Linked DNA regions of Capra hircus: region 1 is linked to region 2. A link is a contact called in public Hi-C data. All regions are on one chromosome and are shown on one strand. Each heading gives the region's core, a stretch centred on a gene start, on an enhancer-like site or on the middle of the called end of the contact. The rest is flanking DNA. Distances are from core to core; before and after follow the strand shown. Region 1 overlaps DNHD1 (dynein heavy chain domain-containing protein 1). Region 2 has its middle 9.5 kb from the start of SMPD1.

What was found. A called contact is a pair of places that touch in the nucleus more often than the background predicts.
Region 1: a contact with region 2 is called in a Hi-C map of blood, with 5 times the contacts expected there. The contact joins two enhancer-like sites.

The regions. Positions count from the first base shown.
Region 1 is chr15:35,797,848-35,801,306 of ARS1.2, reverse strand. DNHD1 (dynein heavy chain domain-containing protein 1) reads right to left here. Exons shown (of 42, transcript XM_018058917.1): 3 at 2,743-2,916. Among named protein-coding and RNA genes, the nearest start is that of DNHD1, 8.8 kb to the right of the region's middle. Within about 2 kb of position 1,511, at least 3 of the 5 cell types and tissues checked have an H3K27ac peak or open chromatin away from gene starts, as enhancers often do.
Region 2 is chr15:35,678,711-35,682,584 of ARS1.2, reverse strand. No RefSeq gene overlaps it. Among named protein-coding and RNA genes, the nearest start is that of SMPD1, 9.5 kb to the left of the region's middle. Within about 2 kb of position 2,079, at least 2 of the 5 cell types and tissues checked have an H3K27ac peak or open chromatin away from gene starts, as enhancers often do.

The DNA of each region.
Region 1 (3,459 bases), core at 262-2,761, 120 kb before region 2:
AACTGAGGCCTGACTTCCCAAGGGGATGCTCCTTCCCCTGTGGCCTTCTTAATGGAGGCTATTCTTCCTGCACAGGGCAGGAGTCAGGGAGAGCTGAGCAAAGACCCTAAGGAAGTTAAGGAATGTAGTCTTCCCCAAGCATAAATCAAAATCTAGGACAGGGGGTTCCCTGGTGGCCTAGAGATTAGGATTTCTGGCTTTCACTGCTGTGGCCCAGGTTCAATCCCTGGCCTGAGGACTGAGATCCTTGCAAGCGTGGCAATCTAGGACAAATATAAGAAAATTCTGAGAACTGCAAATACACTGAAAGAAAACCTCAAAGTGAAACAAAAAATGCCAGGTTTCCACTTTTACTGAAGGTGCACTGGCAATATGGACCAACACTTCCCTTGAAAACAACTAGAAAAACTGGGCAAAGTATCTAGATAAAACATGAAAATCATTAGAGAACCCACAAATTAAATCCCCTGGGCTTCCAGATGGGACTCTGGTTACAACACAGATTGAACCAGAAAACACCTCCCTCCTTGGTGTGGGCCCCCAGCTCTTTTGTTTTAAAACCAAATCTGCTTCAAACCCACTTCTGCTCTTTAGTTTTCTGAGTCTGATGAAAGGTCACCTCCTCTTCTCTATATTTCCAGAGCATATAGTAAAACTGACACACCATTGCCTCTACTGGAATCTCTGTTTGGAGAAAAGCAGCAACAAGTGCAAAACTCACTTCACTGTGTTCCTTTTTGGGCAGACGTGGGCCCTGTAATTATTCACTGCTTTTTTAGTTCTCTTGCTCATGGTTTCTTGTTTCTCTCTGTGCCTAATTATCTTTGAATATGTTGCTTCTCTGATTATGACTGAGCTGGTAGTTGAAAGCCCTATGCTTGTCACTGTCCTTCTGTAGGCTCTCCACCATTGTCAACAGGGCTCGCATGCCACATCACTACCATTACTATCACTACGGCTGGACAGTCAAGTGTAGCAGCCACTAGGTGTCAGTAGGTAGTTCATCTTCAACTACAGTGACAATTCAGTCAGTTGTGATGTCACCACAAGTCATGGATTCCTAGCATGCTATTTCCCATTAGCAAGAAGCCTAGTACTGTCCAAGGCCAAGGACATCACCAAACCAATATCAGAATCCCATATTTGAGGATCGTTTCCTGAGACCGCTCATGATGCCAAGTATTACATCAGAGTCCAGTCAGGAAAACAGAAATGGTATTCAGCATTTCAACAAAGTGAATTCAATAAAGAAAATGTGTTTCAGAAAAGGTGTCAGAGGACACCTGAAAAGCAAAAAGGGAAAAACTAAGGTAGAGCAGAGACAATAACTACGGGAAATGGATGCCAGCCCTGAGACTAGAGGAACAAAGGAGAGAGGTTTGGGTTCTCAGAAGCCATGCGTTAGGAGGAGGGGCTTGTAGCACAGGAACTTGGATTTCTAAGGAATGCCGCCTGGCTGCTGCTAGTAAATAAGGAGTTCGGAGGAGGGGCCTTGTAGAGCTATGATTCGGAACTCTGATGGGCAGGGCTACCCCTTGGTTCGCGTTGATCCCTCTTGCAGTGCCAGGATCAGGAAGAGGCTACTTCAGAAAGGGCCTGCTGCTGGCACAGTGAACGACCATTTCTGGGGCAATGATATGAAGGGAAAGCAGAGGAAGGACAAAGTCCGTTCTCCTCCTATCCTGCTATCCGGTCTCCTTCTAGCACCCCCTGTGAATCAAACCTAACAGGAAGCTAGCTGAAAAAAGAGAAATGAAGTTTACAGAGTCCCAGCCCCAGCATTACAAAGCAGAGAGAAAAGAGCAAAACTAGAGCCAAGAGGCAATTGCCTAATAACGAGCACAGTGCTCTCCGTGAGCTCTTGTTAAATGAATTGATCAGTAAATCAGTGGATGGCACAGATCATTAGTCCTACTGAAGTTCAGGAGAAAGAGGTCAGTGTTTGCAGGATATATAGATTCCTGGGAGTAGATATCAGATACTGCTCAAGAGGATGGACTTTTGAGTTAAGACAGTGCCAGCTTTCAGCCTTGTTTCTGCCACTTACTATGTGGTCTTGGACAAGTCACGTAACCTGCCTATGCATCAGTCTACTCATCTCATATATGGAATAATAATGGCACCTACCTGGCAGGTGGGGATTAAATGACACAGGTATTTTTAAAAAGGTTGATTAACGGTAATTACTACTGATATTTCTGGGAAGAGAAGAGACTTGATCAGGGCTTTTAAAAATACTAAAGATTTTGATCTAATGGAAGAAAGCGAATGAATGACTCTCAAGTCATATGGAAGAAGACTTGTTTTCATAGCACAGAGATAACACAAGGACCAAAAGGTAAAAGTTAAAGGAAAGTAGTCTAAGGAAAATGATGCCTTGTGAGACACAAAGGTTTAAATGAACACCTGATTCTTGCACTGGAGTTAGAAGACTTCACCATCAAATTCCCTTCTGAAGTGATGATCAAATGTTTCTGTCATTCTGGGACAAAATAAAGAAGACAGAGCAAAAAGCAGAAAAGAGTGACTAACACGAAAAGCTGTGAGAGCAAAGGGGAGCAAGAGGAAGTGAAGAGCGGGGAGAAGACGGAGATGGAAGAAGAGGGAACCTGGGAGACAGAAGGAATGAGAGGGGAGAGAGAAGGACAGGAAAGTAGCGGGGTCTGGAGAGGAGGGGAAGACAGTGTGGGGGACGTCAGGGAGCGGGAGGAGCAGGTCAGGGCTCTGGGCAGGGGCTCTCACGTAAAGTAGCGGCTGGGAGCCACGTTGAGATAAAGGAAGTGGATCTTCTTCAGGTATCTCTCTGTCTTCATAACGGCCATTATCTGGCTACCCAGGAGGGAAATCTGTGGTAAGAAGCCAGTGCTTCTTTTTTGGAGGGTCTTCTCCTCAGGAACTTCCAAGTCCAGCTGAGACCTGTATGACACAAAGTCAGGAGAGAAGACGCAGAGCAAAGCGGTCAGGCAGCCACTGTCTGCCAGTGAACAAAGGAGCTAGATTAGGTGCCTGAGAGGACCTGATGTGGCCTTTTTAGAGCCTGTCAACCATCTACACCCAAAGGTTTACATGCTGAGCAAATACAGTCGAAGAGGTGACACAGTCAGGCAGCTGCAGTCATTCAGATCTGTGTGTGAAGAACCCTTCCCTTTCTGATAAATGAGTAATCGTTCTGGATTGATTGTGATTACTCTGACATCAGTGTTACATAATACTCAGTAAAAGTCATGGGAATACTTTGCTGTCCCAACTCATGACCTGGCAAGCCCACAGTCCTAGATATCTCCTCTCTGGCAACGTTCCTAGCCTTTAGATCTCCTATCTTTATCCCCATTATACCTGCTTTCCAATTCTTCATGATCTCCAGGCCTGGGGGTTCTTTCTTGCTTTTTCTCCATCATCACCCAAACTCCACCTTCACATCCATCTCTTCCCAGCTGGGATCCAACTATATATCCTTCA
Region 2 (3,874 bases), core at 830-3,329:
CTCTGGGGCACTGGCTCAGTAGTTATGGTGCACAGGCCTAGTCAGTGCCGCCCCCCACCCACACCCCCACCGGCCCCTGGCATGTGAGATCTTCCCTGATCAGGAATCTAACCCATGTCCCCTGCCTTAGGTAGATTCACTGACCGCTAGGGTAGTTGGGGTTCCAGTTTGGAACAGTGATTGGCAGAGGGATAATATGGGTTGGGGCTGTAAACTTCCTAGTTAATTTGGGGAGTCTGTTCCCATTTGGGGTACCTATGTGCCATTGTGTTAGGAAACTTATTCAAATTCTGTACAGATGACTAGTCAACTCTTGGGCTAACTGTGAAACTGGAAATTAAATCTGTTATTTGTCAGCAACCAAGAACTGATGGGGAAAGGGCTCCCTCTTGTGGAATTTCTAGAAAGTACAAGAGACCCTGAACAAATGGCATCTTCTGACAGGCAGTTCCAACTAGGTGTGCACAGACCCCTGCAGGGCAGAGCAGTGGCTAAGGGATGGGTTTTAGAATCAGTTTCCTGCGTTAGAATCCTGGCTCTGCCACTCATTAACTGTATGACCCTGAAAAGTATGTCACCTTCTAAACTTCCATTTCTTCCTTCCTGTGCGGCATGGAAATAATAGTACAGAATTTTGGTAAAGATTCAATGAGATAAAGCATTGTTGTTCGGTTGCTCAGTCGTGTGACTTTTTGCGACCCCACGGACTGCAGCACACCAGGCTTCCCTGTCCATCACCAACTCCTGGAGCTCGCTCAAACTCATGTCCATCGAGTTAGTGATGCCATCCAACCATCTCATCCACTGTCGACCCCTTCTTCTCCTGCCTTCAATCCTTCCCAGCATCAGGGTCTTTTCTAATGAGTCAGCTCTTCACATCAGGTGGCTGAAGTACTGGAGTTTCAGCTTCAGCATCAGTCCTTCCGATGAATATTCAGGACTGATTTCCTTCAGGATTGATTGGTTTGATCTCCTTGCAGTCCAAGGGACTCCTAAGAGTCTTCTCCAACACCACAGTTTGAAAGCATCAATTCTTAGGTGCTCAACCTTCTTGATGGTCCAACTCTCACATCCATACATGACTACTGGAAAAACCATAGCTTTGACTAGATGGACCTTTGTTGGCAAAGTGATGTCTCTGCATTTTAATATGTTGTCTAGTTTTGTCAGTACTAAATAAACTAGAGATAAAGAGTAGTTAGAACAATACGTAGTGTCTGCATCTGCCATTTATACTGGTGATCCTTGATGTAATTTAATGAGATCTGACTCCTGTCCTCCCCAGCTTCCCACGCCCCATTTACTGTGTCCACAGTCAGGGGAAAGGAACTCTGGTTGCAGTGAGGTAAAGAAAGAATGTGGGAAACAAATGCCCGCCTCGACTGAGATATAGGTAGCATTTATTTAACAGACAGTAACAGCTCCTTTTATTGTCAGGCAGTCATACATTCATTCACTCGAAACACACACACACACACACACACACTCACACAGACACACACACTGATTTGTCAAAACAAAACCCTCATTGAATTCAGCCTCCCTAGAAAAGCCTCACTGTACAGTCATCTATTGTTATTCAAGCAGCTTCCTGGGGCCTCAATCTCCCCACCCATGAACTTCTCATCAAAGGATTCATTCAATACAAACAATTCTCCTCTGAAAGGAGAGGGATAAATTCTGCATCTAAGAAAAATATAATTAGAACATTTTATATATTGTTATACTATCGTCTGCTGGTATCCGTGGGGGATTGGTTCGGTAGAAACCAAAATCCACAGATGCTTAAAATGCCTTATTTAAAATGGCATCCCACAAAGAGTACAGTTGGCCCTTCTCTCCTCAGATTCGTCATCTGTGGATTCAACCAACCTCTCGGTTGATTGAATCCATGAATGTCCAACTTGCAGATAGGGAGGACCGACGGTGTTAGTAGTGTTAGTAACTGAGCAATTGTAATCAATCACATGAGCGCTTCAGCTGCTGAGAGGAGTCGTGGGAGCATGGAGGAGAGCGACCTGCAATTGAGGGCTCTCATGGAGGAAGAGGCTTGTTTGCCTGGATGTGGGAGGCCCTATGCCCCCACACAGGGAATCTCTTGCATGGTCCTCTGGTGGGAGAGGGCTGGGCAGCTTTGGAGACTGAGAGAGCAGATGGCAGCCCTGAGAGGGAGTTGGAGCTGGAGAGTGCCAAGAGCTGAGCATGGCTGGCACCAGCGGGACTGGGAGGATCACGTTAAGGAGGTTAGTGTTAATCCTCAAAGGAACGGGTATATTTATTATTAATTCTGTTCCTTCATTTATCCAGCCAGCCAGTCATTAAGGTAATAAACACTGCCAGGAACCAGGAAACACAGAGATGACTAGAACATCAGCATCTCCCTCAGACAGCTCATGGGTCTGTGGGAAGAAACAGACATGAAACCACAAGCCTTACAATAAAGATATTTCAATGAAACTTCATGGTTCAGTAGAGGTCAAAGGAAGAGGTGGTGGATTCCTGTTGACTAGACAGTAAGGGTTGGTGGGGATGAGAACTGTTTTTTTTCCAGAAGATGTCAGCCTTGAAATAAGAGTATTTGCCTGGAGGACACAATTGGCAAGTGGTTTCCCCTTTCTTCTCAGTGCTTGAGATGCACTAACCTTTCAGAGCTTACACAACATGCTCTCAGCTTTCTCAGCTGAGCTGAGAACAGCTGTGCTGTTCTTTCTGCCTAAAAGGATCTTCTCTCTCCTTTCACTTAATTAACTTCAACTCATTCTTTAGCTGAAATGTGATTTCCTTGGGGACATTTTTCTTAGTCTAATTTTTCTCTTTTCCTTCTCTTCCCTCTCCTTTCTCTCCTTCTTTTCTTTTTCCGCTACCATAGGTCCCATTACAGCTAAAATTTTATGTTTATTTATGTGCTTTTTTGATTCATGTCTGTCTTCTCCTGTAGACTGTAAGCTTCATGAGGGCGGGGACTGTGTCTGATTTTGTGGGCTTCCCTGGTGTCTCAGATCGTTAAGAATCTGCCTGCAATGTGGGAGCCCTGGGTTTGACCCCTGGGTCAGGAAGATCCCCTGGAGAAGGGAATGGCAACCTACTCCAGTAGCTTTGCCTGGAGAATTCCATAAGCAAAGGAGCCTGGCAGGCTATACAGGCCATGGGGTTATAAAGATCTGGACATGACTGAGCCACTGAAACTAATACATATCCCCAATACTCACCACAGTTGCTTAAATAAATTAGAAGTGAGAGTATAACAAAAAGACCAAAAGTATGAAATATTATATAACAAGGAGAAATTTTTCAAAAGTTTAGATGAAGAGTAGATGAAGTTTGAGAAGAGATGGGTGGGCAGGGAGGAGATCTTGAAGAATTTCGTTACCATCTAAACAACTGAGTCCTTAAAGGATATTTTAATGGGAGTGTGGAGATGCAATGAGGTAGGCCAGGGAAATCAGCTGGTAAAGAATGGTGATAGGAGGACCTCTGAGGTGGTCCAGTGTTGAGAGTCTGCCTGCCAATGCAAAAGACGTGGTTTTGACCCCTGGTCCGGGACGATCCCACATGCCCGTGGACAATCCCGTATGCCTCGGAGAATCCAAGCCCAAGTGGGCTGCAACTACTGAGCCCGCATGGCACAGCAACAGAAGCTCCCAGCTTGCTTTGTGAGAAAGCCCACACCCCAAATACTTTGTAAGTAAATAAATAATTGGAAAATAAATAATGGTGATAGATCAAGTTAGAGATGATGAATTTTGAAAAGTGGGATTGAAGCTGGGTGTTCCTCAGAGCATACATAGAGAAGAGATATTTGGAAAGTGGCCTCAAAAGAAATAACTGCAGGCTGTGGGGAGAGGACTCTTGACACCATCCAAGTAGCCACCTC